Regions from separate parts of the Mus musculus genome. Here region 2 is linked to region 1. A link is a contact called in public HiChIP or PLAC-seq data. All regions are on one chromosome and are shown on one strand. The core of a region is the stretch at or near the end of the contact, and the rest is flanking DNA. Distances in the headings are between cores, read along the strand shown.

Region 1 (3,314 bases), core at 502-3,001:
ATAGCCCCCCTCAGATACCCCACCTCAGACACTTCCCCTTAGACAGCCCCCCTCAGACAGCCCCCTTCATATACCCCCCTCAGACAGCTCCCTCAGACAACCCCCCTTCAGATAGTCTCACTCAGACATCTTCCCCTCAGACAACTCCCCTCCGATATCCCCCCTCAGACAGCTCCCCTCAGACAACCCCCCTCAGACATCTCCCCCTCAGATAACCCCCTCAGACACTCCCCCCCAGACAGCCCCCCCAGACAGCCCCTCCTCAGACCGCCCCAACTCAGACATCTCCCTTCAGACAGCCCCCCTCAGACAGCCCAGTTCTTCCCCTAGTTTTGTGTTTGGAGCTGCTGTTCATCTGGATCTCTTCCTCAGAGGTCCTCGCCATCAGCCTCATCAATGAGGCTCTGGACCAGGGCTGTCCTGAAAAGACTCTGTCTGCCCTGCTGCTTCCTGCAGCTGGCCTGGAAGATGTCAGCCTTCATGTTGCACCTCGGTACCATCTCCTCCTTGTGGCTGCTAAGAGGCAGAAAGCACGGGTAAGGTTAGGGAGAGATGGCTGGGTTAGACACTAAAGCAGGAGGACCAGCCTTGAGCAGAGCTGTGCCTGGCATGAACTCTGAAACTGTTCCAGGCCAGTGGGTGCAGACCCTTCCCTGGGTGAGGCACAAGCAGGATTTGGCCTGTTATGGGAAAGTGGACTTCATTCCAGGACAGTTGTGGGGAAAGAGCAGGCCTGAGAAGCAGGTAACTGGATTCACTGTTCTGGTCCCCAGTGATCACCTAGTAGTAGCCCCTCAGTACCCCTGGGGTATGGAAAACACTACATGCTCTGCCCTTGCACCTTGTGCATATCCGGTGAGCTGAGGATGGGACAGGGATTTGAACTGACACACCCCTGAGCTGTGTGGCCGCAGAATGAGGCCAAGCCCTGTGATTGAGCTGCAGCCTGCAGGCTCACCCTGCACTTACTGAGTTTTCATTCCATGCCAAGTATTGCTTGATGCACCTCAAGTATTGATTCATGCGTGAGGCTAGGGAGGTGACTCAGTGGTTAGGACTGCTTGAACTTGAGCCGCATCAGGCAGCTTACAACCACCTATAATTCTAGATACAGGGATCTCATATGCTCTTCAGGGCACTAAAACGCACATGTACTTACCTCCACACTGATACATCATCCATAGATACCTAATTAAAAATAAAGTCTTTTTTCTTTTTTTTTTTTTTTTCCTTTTTAGTTCATAAGAAAAGTCTTAGGAATAGTACCCCATAGCTCACACCAGCAGAGAGGCTGAGGTTGGCTTGGGCTACTGACTATTAGAAAGATAAGACAGGGCTGGAGAGATGGCTCAGCGGTTAAGAGCATTTACTGCTCTTTCAGAGGTCCTGAGTTCAAATCCCAGCACCCAGATGGTGGCTCACAACCATCTGTAATGAGATCTGAAGCCCTCTTCTGGTGTGTCTGAAGACAGCTATAGTATACTTATATACATAAAATAAATAATAATAATAATAAAAAGGAAAGAAAAAGATAAGACAAGCAGTCACCTGACACATAATTGGTGCTCAATAAAATGTTATAAAATGTTAATTTTACAACATTTTTCTGTCTGTTTCTGGTGAGGAAAGTGTGGAGCTGGGTTGGGTTTCAGACTGACCGTAGGAGGCACACAGGCTTACTGGACCTGTGTACACACAATCTTCCTACTACTTTTTGGTGATAAGGAATGTGTAGCCAGAAGGCGAAGTACAGTCAGGGCCAGGATCTGGCTGAGGGCTGTAAATGATATAGAGGGCTTTGGGGAGGGCTGTAGGGTAGGTGTTCCAGCCATGGCTAAGGCACAAAGGCTAGCAAGAGAGCAAGCGGTTAGGAGGTACTGGATACTGAGAGTATGAAAGCCATAGAGAGCCCTGAGGCCAAGCTGAGTCGATGCTGAGGACTCTGAAAGCAGAGGAAGAAAAGAGCCTTCGGTGTCTGGCAGCCATCCAAGGAGACCACAGGAAGTAGGGAGCAGAGAAAGCCTTCCCCACTGCCCCAGAGTCTGCTTGTACTTTGGTTCTGCCACTGGGCTTGTGGTGGCTCAGAGATACCAGTTTGGGGTCTTGTCTTTTTTTTTTTCCCTCTCCTGCAATTTTGCCAGGTGACAGGAGACCCTGGAGCTGTGCTGTGGCTGGAGGAGATCCGCCAAGGAGTGGCCAGAGCCAACGAGGACACAAGCACGGCTCAGAGAAGTAAGCAGCGGGGCACCCTGCAGGGAGGGGCCCCCCACGCCATCTTACCTTAGCATCTTAGCTTCCTACTGCTGGATAAACACCATGGCTAAAGGCAACATGGGGAGGACAGGGTTTTATTCAGCATCACATCACAGTCCATCACTGAAGGAAGTCAGGGCAAGAACTCAAGACAGGAACCTGGAGGCCGAGTCCGTGGAGGGATGCTGCTCACTGGCTTGCTCCTCGTGGCTTGCTCAGTTTGTTTGTTTTTATACACCCCAGGACCACCTTCTCACAGGTAACACCATCATCAGTGGGTTTCCACATCAATTGTTAATCAAGAAATGCCCCGCAGGCTTGCCGATAGGCTACCCGGTGGGAACATTGTCTTAAGATATATCTTCCCAGATATATCTGGATTTGTGTCAAGTTGGTAGAGACCAACAAGCACAGGGACAGGTCAGAACTGGAGCAGGAGGGTGCTTTGACCATAAGATAGACTTCCCAACACACAGCTGGGCAGGGAATACCCAAGTTTAGAACTGCCTTCCACAGGAGCCCTTGCCTGGCTGCTGCCTCCGTGGACAGCTGTGTTACCCCGCACACTCCCCATCTCCCCCATCAGCCATGGTGGTTTTGTGTGTCTCCTGAGTCCAGCCCCCCTGGACAGGACGGGGCTCAGGGGAAGGACCCCAGAAGGACTGACTTCTCTTTCCTGACGCCCATCAGTAGCCCTTGGTGTGGCTGCTATCAACCAGGCCATCAAGGAGGGCAAGGCAGCCCAGACAGAGCGTGTGTTGAGGAACCCCAATGTGGCCCTCCGAGGGATAGTTCCTGACTGCGCTAAAAGCTACCAGCAGGCCCTGGAAGGCGCAGCGGCAAAGAAGCAATGCCCTGGTAATAGCTCTGGCCTCCACCTTCCTCTGTGCTGCCTCTGGCCTCCTCTGAGCCTTCTTGGCTCACTTGAGTTTCTATACAGGGGACACAGCCTTCTGGGTTCAACATGACATGAAGGATGGCACCGCCTACTACCTTCATCTGCAGACCTTTCAGGGGACTTGGGAGCATCCTTCCGGCTGCCACCTCAATACCTCCCATCT
Region 2 (3,314 bases), core at 363-2,862, 220 kb after region 1:
ACAAGTTCCGAATAGTCAGGGCTGGGCTATGCAGAGACCCTTGTCTCTAGGTTAGAACCTAGTGTCTAGGTTGCGTGTATAAGCTCTGTCAAAGCACTTGCTTAACATTATCATGTAAGTAATCCTGATTCTTTTTTTTTAACAAGGTCTTCTATGTAGCCCTGGTTAGCTAGGATTAAAGGCTTGTGCCAGAACACCTGGTTCAAATTTGTACTGTGCATTAGTCTAACAGATTTAAGTTGGAGATGGAGAAAATGCTCAGTAATGAAGAGCACTGACTTCTTCCAGAGGACCCAAGGTTTGATTCCCATCATCTCCATGGTAGCTCACAGCCATCTGTAACTCCAGCCTCAGAGGATCTGACATCCTCTTCTGGTCTCTGAGGACACCAGACACAGACAGACATACAGGCAAAATACTTTACATGTTAAGATTTTAGGAAAAACAGGCTGGTTGTGGTGCTCATGCCTTTAATTCCAGCAGAGGAGGTAGAGGCAGGCAGGTGGATCTTTAATAGTTCAAGGCCGGCCTGGTATGTATAAAGAGTTCCTGGACAGCCAGTCCCTGCCTACTTGGTAATCTAATAAATGAAATGCATTTACCTGCTGAACATCTCATGCCCCAGACCTTGAATTTCTGGTCTTCCTCTTCTCACCTCTTGGCTGGAATTAGGGTGTCTTGGTCCCCTTGTAGAAACAAGCCTCCATTCCTGTTTGGTTCTGTTTTCTGAGACTACCATACCTAAGGATTCTTTTATTATTCTTTTACTTTTTTTGTTTGTGTTTTTGTCTTTGTTTTTTCAAGACAGGGTTTCTCTGTGTAACCCTGGTGTCCTAGCACTCACTTTTCTCAAACTCAGAAATCCGCCTGCCTCTGCCTCCCAAGTGCTGTGATCAAAGGTGTGCGCCACCACCGCCCGGCATTCTTTTACATTTTACTGCACTTGTTTTATGTGAGCAATGCACAGAATGCATGTGTAAATCAGGTTACAGCTTCTGGCAATTATTTTTCTCCTTCTACCGCGTTGGTCCTGAATATATATCCAACTCATGTTCAGTTTAGAGCAAATGCTGAGGCATCTTGCTGACCCCCAAGGGTTCTTTTATATCCAATTCCTCTCTATATCTTTCCTTTTTTGTTTTGAAGATTTTTTTTTATTATTATATCTAAGTACACTGTAGCTGTCTTTAGCTGCACCAGAAGAGGACGTCAGGTCTCATTACGGATGGTTGTGAGCCACCATGTGGTTGGTGGGATTTGAACTCAGGACCTTCGGAAAAGCAGTCAGTGCTCTTAACCACTGAGCCATCTCTCCAGCCCTCTCTATATCTTTCTAGCACAGAGCAGTAACATACAAATTACTCTGTTAAATTGTGTGGAAATTTTAATCTGGGTTTATTCACCAGAGGTGATGTAGGTGGGGCCGGTAGGGTGTCTGCAGTAAGGTAGGAGTATGTTTGCACAGCTAGTCTAGGATGCCTAGGCCAACCTGTTGATGATAAAATACCTGTTCACCTTGAGCTTTCGGGAGGCTATTCCAACTTAAACAGATCTGGGTTAATAGAAGCGGCCCCTTTAAGAACTTTGTTGGCCCGCCCTCAAAAGGGATCAGCAGGAAAGGAGTCATGTGACTCTGAGGCTCTTCCGCTGAGTTTAACTAGCTGTGGCTGTATGTTTCGCTGTTGGGGACCTCACTGGGGCTGGGTCCCCTGTGCCCCTACCCCATGGCTCCTTTTGAGTCTACTTGTGTGTTCAGCTCCATTTGGCCTGCAGGGAGAAGAGACTCGCCAGGTAAGGGCTCTGGAACTGAAGTTATAGATGTTTCCGGAAATCCTACCTTTCTAGGATGACCGGAATCTGGGACAACAGAGGGGTGGAAGGTGGATGCAAGAGAGATAACAACCCAGAGAGCTCAGTGTGGAGTCACGAGTGATTGGAAGAATTGTGGAGGGGTCAGGCATGACTGCGTCCTGCTTTCTGACGATGTCTGAGCCATGGCTCAGCCATTGTAGCCCAGGAACAGGCAAGTTTGGGGACTTAAAAGCCTTGTTAGCTCTGAGCCCTCTGAGTAATCCTGGATCCACCCTATGTTCTCAACCCTACATCTGCCCCTGATTCCAAGTTCCCCTCAGTTTCTACATTTCCCTCTTGCCTGGTCCTCAAGAGCCCTTGCATTGCCCAGGTCCTGTCCTCCACCTACAAGCTGCAGCTTTGCCTGTGAGCATACCTGATCTTGCTCCTTCCGCCCCACTACCCCGTGTTCCAGGTATCTATGGAGGTTATTTCCGGCTGGCCAAATCCACAGAACCTGCTTCATATTCGGGCAGTGGGCAGCAACTCCACCCTGCACTATGTGTGGAGCAGCCTGGGGCCTCCAGCTGTGGTGCTGGTGGCCACTAACACCACTCAGAGTGTCCTGAGTGTCAACTGGAGTCTCCTGCTGTCTCCCGATCCTGCTGGGGCCCTGATGGTGCTCCCCAAGAGCAGCATACAGTTTTCTTCTGCTCTCGTCTTCACCAGGGTGAGGGTCTGAAGGAGCCCAGAGAGAAGATCACAAGAAGAGAGTCCATCCTACCCCCAGGGCGAGGGACGGGTTTAGCCCAGGGTGGGTGAAGTGAATGCAGTTTTGGGTGGGGTGACTGGGAGGGATATTCAAGAGAAAGCCAGAGGGAGGCAAGCCTCTTCCACTCTACCCTGTCCCCAGCTGCTTGAGTTTGACAGCACCAATGCGTCCGAGGGGGCACAGCCTCCAGGAAAGCCATACCCTCCGTACTCCTTGGCCAAGTTCTCCTGGAACAATATCACCAACTCATTGGATCTTGCCAACCTGAGTGCCGATTTTCAAGGCCGCCCTGTAGATGATCCTACTGGAGCATTCGCCAATGGCAGCCTGACCTTCAAGGTGAGGCTATGGGGAAGGAACTGGAAATGACTGATGAGGGTGGGAGTATCTGTCCCTCAAGCTCCATTCTCCCCACATGGCTTCCTTCTCCTTCCAAGGTCCAAGCCTTTTCTAGATCTGGTCGACCTGCTCAGCCCCCTCGCCTCCTGCACACAGCAGATGTCTGCCAGTTAGAAGTGGCCCTGGTTGGAGCTTCTCCTCGTGGAAACCATTCCCTATTTGGTCTAGAGGTAGCCACCTTGGGACAGGGCCCTGACTGCCCCTCAGTGAACGAACGGAACTCCATCGATGATGAATATGCACCTGCCGTCTTCCAGGTCAGGTCACCAGTGCGAGATAGATGGGTGGGAATGTAAAGTGGGATCCCGCTAGCAGCCCAGAAAACCCACCAACCACTTATTGTTAAAAAAGA

What was found. HiChIP or PLAC-seq counts read pairs in DNA pulled down with a chosen protein or histone mark.
Region 2: an H3K27ac HiChIP or PLAC-seq map of trophoblast stem cells shows a contact between it and region 1, with 3 times the contacts expected there. The contact joins the promoter of Glmp here to the enhancer-like site in region 1. A contact is called at or near these places in 3 of 39 promoter capture datasets (HPC-7-derived erythroid cells, frontonasal cranial neural crest and maxillary cranial neural crest), 3 of 484 Hi-C or Micro-C datasets (embryonic ectoderm and embryonic stem cells), 2 of 115 datasets of contacts at active chromatin or transcription factors (embryonic stem cells and trophoblast stem cells) and 4 of 9 other capture datasets (adipose tissue, embryonic stem cells, liver and 1 more).

The regions. Positions count from the first base shown.
Region 1 is chr3:88,098,485-88,101,798 of GRCm38.p6, forward strand. It overlaps Iqgap3 (IQ motif containing GTPase activating protein 3), which reads left to right. Exons shown (of 38, transcript NM_001033484.1): 15 at 373-536; 16 at 2,142-2,232; 17 at 2,944-3,111; 18 at 3,194-3,314. Among named protein-coding and RNA genes, the nearest start is that of Iqgap3, 18 kb to the left of the region's middle. Within about 2 kb of position 1,752, at least 25 of the 459 cell types and tissues checked have an H3K27ac peak or open chromatin away from gene starts, as enhancers often do. A contact at or near this core is called in trophoblast stem cells, where this site is marked.
Region 2 is chr3:88,323,411-88,326,724 of GRCm38.p6, forward strand. Glmp (glycosylated lysosomal membrane protein) reads left to right here and starts at 1,613. Exons shown (of 6, transcript NM_020003.1): 1 at 1,613-1,791; 2 at 2,267-2,521; 3 at 2,705-2,902; 4 at 3,001-3,219. The coding sequence starts at 1,672.